Regions from separate parts of the Mus musculus genome. Here region 2 is linked to region 1. Evidence: chromatin contacts called from public HiChIP or PLAC-seq data. All regions are on one chromosome and are shown on one strand. The core of a region is the stretch at or near the end of the contact, and the rest is flanking DNA. Distances in the headings are between cores, read along the strand shown.

The links. HiChIP or PLAC-seq counts read pairs in DNA pulled down with a chosen protein or histone mark.
Region 2: an H3K27ac HiChIP or PLAC-seq map of embryonic stem cells shows a contact between it and region 1, with 5 read pairs. The contact joins the enhancer-like site here to the promoter of Sh2d6 in region 1. A contact is called at or near these places in 3 of 115 datasets of contacts at active chromatin or transcription factors (all in embryonic stem cells) and 1 of 9 other capture datasets (embryonic stem cells).

What each region holds. Positions count from the first base shown.
Region 1 is chr6:72,518,118-72,521,629 of GRCm38.p6, reverse strand. Sh2d6 (SH2 domain containing 6) reads left to right here and starts at 1,594. Exons shown (of 12, transcript NM_001374030.1): 1 at 1,594-1,670; 2 at 1,748-1,869; 3 at 2,662-2,719. The coding sequence starts at 1,804.
Region 2 is chr6:72,827,185-72,830,696 of GRCm38.p6, reverse strand. No RefSeq gene overlaps it. Among named protein-coding and RNA genes, the nearest start is that of Tcf7l1, 40 kb to the right of the region's middle. Within about 2 kb of position 1,651, at least 7 of the 459 cell types and tissues checked have an H3K27ac peak or open chromatin away from gene starts, as enhancers often do. A contact at or near this core is called in embryonic stem cells, where this site is marked.

The sequences.
Region 1 (3,512 bases), core at 345-2,844:
CTGAGACTCCTAGAGATCCAGGACTGTGGGCAGGGAGAGTCCCAGCTGTACTAACCACTCTGCCCCTGCTCTTTCTAGGACAGGTTCAGTGGCAGCAAGGCCCGGTGAGTGCCCCTCTTTCTCCTGCTCGCCCCTTTGTCTTCACCTACCTCCCCCTCACTGGAGCAGCTGTCTATCTCTATCCACCCGTGTGCTTCCACTCTGCCAGCCCTGTGCCCAGCATCCCTAGGGTATCATCTTATCCAGCTGTGCACCAAAGGCCACTAATTCTGCCTGCCCCCTGAGCCCACCCCAGTCTTCTCCTTCCATTGCTCTGATCTCAGGTCCAGGCTGTCACACTGGCTTCTTCAGAGAGCATTCCTAGTCATAAGTGTGAGTGGTCTAAAGTGCAATGTCACCCTGACAGCACTCAGGGTCTCTTTGGGCAGAGCTGAGTAGAGTCTGCTTACAGGTTGGGGCCACCACTCCTTCCTGCCAGAGGTGCAGGTAAGTGCACAGTGAGTCTTAGGGGCCCAGCAGACCAGGGTCCTCCACAGTTGGATCTCCCTGAGTGACTCTAGATAGCCTGTCCCACCACCTGTCCAGCAAGGCTTAGCACCTAAGCTTGGTTCTCTTACGTGTCTTGGTCAGAATCCGGGTACGGGGGTCAGGAGCCATTGATGGGTGAAACAAACACATCTGCCGAGATCCCCGTGTTTCACCACACCTGTCTTGTCTACACTGCTAAAAAGGCCCCTTTTATGGGTTCCTTTAGTTGTAGGGTTGAAATCTATAGTTAAGGGAAGACGGTTTACGATTTATCAGAGAGAGAGAGCAAAATAAACCTTTTGCTGGAAGTAGGTGGGCTGGGGTGAAGCAAAACCAGTCTATCTATCCAGATACCCAAGTTTGGAGAGAAAGTAGAGCCAACCCATCTTTCCTGTCTGGCCCAGAGACCTGGAGAAACAGGGTAAGTCGGAATGCTGAGGATGGGGGAGGGGAGGGAGGGAGGCACCAGCCACCAGGGCCTGCCATGTTCAAGCCTCCATCTTCCCTATGCCACCAGCATCCCTTTTTGAAGGCCCAGGAAGAGGGAGAAGAGGAGGATAAATATGAGCTGCCCCCCTGTGAGGTTCTGCCCGTCAGTCTGGCCCCTGCACAGTCTCTTGGCTCTAAAGACGACTCCTTGTATCTGGGTGAGGGCTGGGAGGAGGGAAGGGCTGAGAGGTTGGGTCAAGGCAAGAGGGTCCAACAAAAGGAGAATCCGGCCCGGCCTCTCTTCCTTCTGCCTGAGTTGGGGCAGAAAAGGGCCTCAGCTGGCTGCCACTGAGGCCTCTCAGCTGGGCAGAAAAGGCTAGAGAGATGGAAAGGAGTTAAAACTGTAAAGAAGGAAAATGGAGAGGAGGCAGGAGGGAGGGGTGAGGTAACTAAGGCAACGTTGACAAAGCAGGAAGCCCGACCCAGTCCCTAGGGCCTTGCGTTCCCTCCTCTGAAATCGCTGCACATCCTCCCAACCAGGGTGGGAATGCCCTGAGAGGCCACCACCACTGGCATCTCACCCCCCCACCCCCACCCCCGCTCAGTCATGTGGGGGCAGGGAAGCTGACTGTCTCCAGTTGCCATGGAGACGGAGCTGTTAAGAAGCCAATAAGTAGAGGAGACAGGAGGAGAGAGGGAGAGATGAGGGCTAGGTGGGGAGAAAGTGGGAATAGACTAGGGAGGACCTTCCTCCCTCTCCCCAGTTTACAAAGCATGGGGTCTCTTTCAGATCGTTCTGGGCCCCTGGATCCATCCAAGCCACCACTGCCCCCGCCTCAGTCTACCATGGCCAGAGGACTCCCCATAAACCCTTCCTTCCCTACCCGCCCTACCTCTGGCTACCATTTCCCGGTGAGTAAATCTTACAAACATCTCATTTGCACAACCCCTCCCGCCCCCCCACCCCCCCTCCCCGCTCCCGTTCCACCCCCAACATGCGTTTATATTCTAGATGCCAGGAAACCTCTGCCTGTGCATTACAAACCAGAGTGAAACAAACAAACAAATAAACAACAAAATAGCTCCTCCCACTTGCCTAAAGGGTCCTTTCATCCCTTCCTTAGTCACCCCTCTGCTCTGCTCCCCGCTCCAGCACAGCTCAGCAGGGCTCTCCATCCTCTGCTGGGGTTGGGGGCAAGGCTCAGCTACCTTCACCTGGGCCCTGGACCACAGGACCCATCTCTGGCCAGAGGGGTCAGCTGTCGTCATCCCAACTCCCTTCCCCGCTGTGATCTGGTGGCTATTCACTTTCGTATTTTACAGAATAAAAATAAATAAATAAGCAGGGGAAATTTCGCAGTAAGGAAAGGACCCCAACTAGAGGCAGGGGGAAGCATTGTCAGTCTCCTTTTGTAGTATTTTATGTTTGTTTTTGTTTGTTCAGTTGTGTTTTCTGGGGGAGGGGCAGTTGAGAGGGGGGGTCTCATGGAGCCCAGGCTGGCCTTAGACTCACATCTACCCTGCCTCAGCTTCAAGCATGAACAGGCTAACAATTCAGTGTTAGTGTTGAAAGCAGCACATCAGCTCTACCCCCTTGCACCCCAGCTTCCTTGTTCTTCAACTGCCTGCACTTCACACCTCCCTCTCTCCTCCCTCCTCCCTCTTCCCTCCTCCCTCATTTCCCTCTTTCCATAATGCCCACAGCTGAAGACAGCAATGAACCCACAGCCTGCAAAGCAGGGACCTGTTTTTGGAAGGCAAGGTAGAGTGTCCCCTCTCTTTCCACGGCTCCACATAGGGAGGGGAGGCCTCTCCTACACTTCTTCTCTCCTAGAATTTTGGGGTTGCCTTGAACAGGGCTTGCTGCATCCCTCCTAGCCACACCTCCTTTTTGTTTGCCAAGCCTCCAAGTCAGTCAGTACAGGTATCATTACCACCAAAGCCATGATCTGCTGTGCCCTAGAGTTTGAAAGCAGAGGCCCTGACCTCCAGGCCCTGTCTTCAGTCAGTGTGATCCCTTGGCCAGGTGAGGGGCACCCTAGAATGAAGTGGTCAAACCTAAGACCCTCCATAGTGAGACAGCTGAGTATTATCCCTCATCAACAGGCAACCTTGGGCTGTCACTCCCATTGTCTCCACTCTCCAGAGACTTGCCCCTATGGTCAGTGCCTTGAGATGTATGACCACAGGACCTTAGAATGTCAAGATAGGGGGTGGGGGGAATGGACCATTTGAACCATCCCCGAGTAAAACAGGTTACAGGAGGGTTAGCGTATTCCAGCCCAAGGTCAAACGGCTCACACGAGGCACAGTCCATCTTAGTCTCAGTTGCTGGTGAACCTCCATCACCTTGAGGATTTTTGTTTGTTTAGTTTTTGTTTTTGTTTGTGTTACCATAAAGTTATCTGGAACCAAGCCTAGCAAATTTGGTGAGAAGTTAAGCCTGGTGATATGTCAAGGCTGTAAAGAGAAAGGATGAGTGAATGAGGTGTGTTCTCCTGGGTCTCCAAAGCTAGCTCTGAGGAGCACTGTGACCAAGGATGCCTAGACCCATT
Region 2 (3,512 bases), core at 402-2,901, 310 kb before region 1:
ACTCCAGAAGAAAGGACCTCTGGAGCAAGAGCCACTGAACTTGGCAATGACCCTTCCAGCCTTTCCCTCAAAAGGACCTAAGACTGCTTACATGGGCACTTACACGGGACACTGAGGATATGGCGATTACAAAGCATTTTGAAAATGATTGCACATAAACCCCTAGTTGATATTGCTAGTGAAAGGCAGGAGGTGGGGGGCTGAAGAGATGGCTCAGCAGTTAAGATGGTGTTCTCCTATTCCTGGGGACAGGACACAGCACCCACACAGGGTGGCTCACAACCATCTGGAACTCAAGCTGAGGGTATCTGTTATCTTCTTCTGACTTCAAGCACTGCACTAATGAGAACATAGAGAAATAATTGGGGGGAAGGGCCACAGGTGTGGTGGCACAGGCTTTTAATGCCAGCACTCAGGAGGCAGAGACAGGCAGATCTGAGTTTGAGGCCAATCCAATCTACATAGTGAGTTCCAGGATAGCCAGGGCTATGTAAAGAGAATCTGTCTCCAAAGATATCAAAGTAAATAAGTAATAAGGCTGGAGAGATAGCTTAGTGGCTAAAAGCACTGGCTGCTCTTGCAAAGGACCCAGGTTCAATTCCCAGCACATACGTGGTGGCTTGTAACTGTAGCTCCATTCTAAGGATCTGACACCTTCTTCTGGCCTCTGCAGGCATTAAGCATGCATGTGGTAGACAGACAGACAAATAGGCAACACACCCATGCACACAAAATAAAACTAAAATTTAAAGTATAAATAAGCCGGGCAGTGGTGGCACACTTGGAGGCAGAGGCAGGCAGATTTCTGAGTTTGAGGCCAGCCTGGTCTACAAAGTGAGTTCCAGGACAGCCAGAGCTATGCAGAGAAACCCTGTCTCGAAAAACCAACATCATCATCATCATCATCATCATAATGATGTATAAATAAATAGTAATTTTTAAATGCAAAGTTGGAGGCAGTTCTGGGGATAGAGCTCACTTTGTAAAATGTTTCATCTAGTATGTAAAAAGCCCTTGAGAAAATTCTGGAAGGAGAATGTCTTAGGGTTTCATTGCTATGAAGAGACACCATGACCAAGGCAACTCTTCTAAAAGAAAACATTTAATTGGAGCTGGCTTACAGTTTCAGAGGTTTGATCCATTATCATCAATCATGGTGGGGAACTTAACCACGTGCAGGCATACATGGTGCTGTAGGAACCCAGAGTTCTACGTTTCCACAGAAGGAGACTGTGTGCCACACTGGGTGTAGCTTGAGCATTTGTGAACTCAAAGCCCGCTATATCCTGTGACAGGTAGGGACTGAGGGATGCTGGGAGAACCTGGCAGCCAGGTCCACTTTGATATGTTAAATAGGTACCTCAGCCATTTGTCCTAGGTTTGAGACTTTACAGGCAATGGGAAGAGAAAGATTTAAGAAACAACAAAATCCTCCTAGGCAGGAACTTAGCCCAAGGAGACCGTGCTTGCCTAGTGTGTGAGATGCTCTGGGTTCAAACTCCAGTGCCACAAACAAGCAAGCAAACAAATGTCCCTTCTCCTCCCTTCCCCTCAGCCCCTGGAGCCTTTGTTTCATCTTTTACTTAGGTGCAAATGTGGACGCACATGAGTGTAGTGCCTGTGGATGCCAGAAGAGGGCAGCAGTTAACTGGGACTGAGGTTACAGGAGGCTAGGAACAGCCTGACATAGGTCCTGGGAACCACACTGGGGTCCTACACAAGAGCAGTGTTCAGTCTTAAGCATTGAGCAGTCAGCCCAGCCCTGATGTTGCTCTTTAGTGGTAGTTCAGTCTGGGCCTTATTTCTTCCCGGAGAGGAAAATAGGGCTGACCCACAGAGGATCTGAGTTCAAATTCTTAGACCCCACATAAAAAGCTATACACTGCTATGTGGGTAGCCTCAGTGCTGTGAGGGACAAACATGGGGGATTGTTATGGCTTGCTGGCAGCCAGTCTATCTCCAGGTTCAGTGAGAGGCCCTGTCTCTGGGAATAAGGCAGAGTGGTAGAGCAGGACACCAGATATGCTCTTCTGGCCCCCAGATACCTTTGCACACATATCCACATACATCACACATACAGGTCTCAATGAAAAGGGAATAGGGAGGTGTTGCGGCCGCCAGCAGCTCGTAACGTGAACGGTTCGACTGATATGGCTACTCAAGCTGTAAGAGAGGAATCTAGGGGGCGAAAGAAGAAACGGAGCTAAGACAAATTCATTCTGATCAAAACTCAAATTTTATTGTTGCGACACTAGTTATGAAGGAAGGGGGAGGGGACCCGATTCCCGCCGAATAATCTCTGATCCAGTAGAAAGGTGAGCACGTGTGTGGCTCCAAACAGCAAAGCGGCAGGTTCCAGCAGTGGGCGTGGCAGAACGAATGAGCAGGAAGCTCCACCCCTGAGCAAGCAGGTTTCAGGCTGGGGGAGGGGAGACTACAGGGAGGTGGGGACTTTAGCTTAGGAAAAGACATCTGCTGCCACTGTCAAGCCTGTCAGAGCCCCCAGCCTCCCATGGCTTTATAATCTTTCTGGTCAGTTTCTTAATCGAGGGCCCACCTTTCAAGAGAAGTCGTGTTGACCAATTAAAAAATCTTTTTTAGGCAGGGCATGGTAACACACAGCTTTAATTCCAGCACTTGGGAGAGAGAGGCAGGCAGATCTCTTAAGTTCAAGGTCAGCCTGGTCTATGTAGTGAGTTCCATAACAGGTTATGTAGAAAGATCTTGTTAAAATTAAGTAAATAAGTAAACAAATAAATAAACCAAAAAATGAGAAAAAAACAACAACAAAAATCTTTTCAGAAAATGGAAACACTCATCTGTCATCCCAGCACACCTGTCATGCCAGCACACCTGTCAGTCAGTCATCCTAGCACACCTGTCAGTCATCCTAGCACACCTGACAGTCATCCCAGCACACCTGTCAGTCATCCTAGCACACCTGTCATCCCAGCACACTTATCAGTCATCCCAGCACACCTGACATCCCAGCACACTTATCAGTCATCCCAGCACACCTGACATCCCAGCACACCTGACATCCCAGCACACCTGACATCCCAGCACACCTGACATCCCAGAGAGGGATAAGGTAAGGTGAGAGGACCATGAGTTCCAGGCCAGCCTTGACTACAGAGTGAGAACCATTCTCAAAACCCAAAAGGGGGGGAGGGGGTGGTGGTGAGAGACAAAAAAGGCTGAGCTGTGATGGCACACACCTTTAATCCCATCATGGGAGGTAGAGAACATGTGAGTCTGAGGCCAGCCTGGTCTACATAGAGTGTTCTAGGCCAGCCAAGGCTATATAATGAGGCCCAGTCTTTTTTTTTTTTTTTTTAAGATTTATTTATTTACTATATGTAAGTACACTGTAGCTGTCTTCAGACACTCCAGAAGAGGGCGTCAGATCTTGTTACAGATGGCTGTGAGCCACCATGTGGTTGCTGGGATTTGAACTCTGGACCTTCGGAAGAACAGTAGGGTGCTCTTACCCACTGAGCCATCTCACCAGC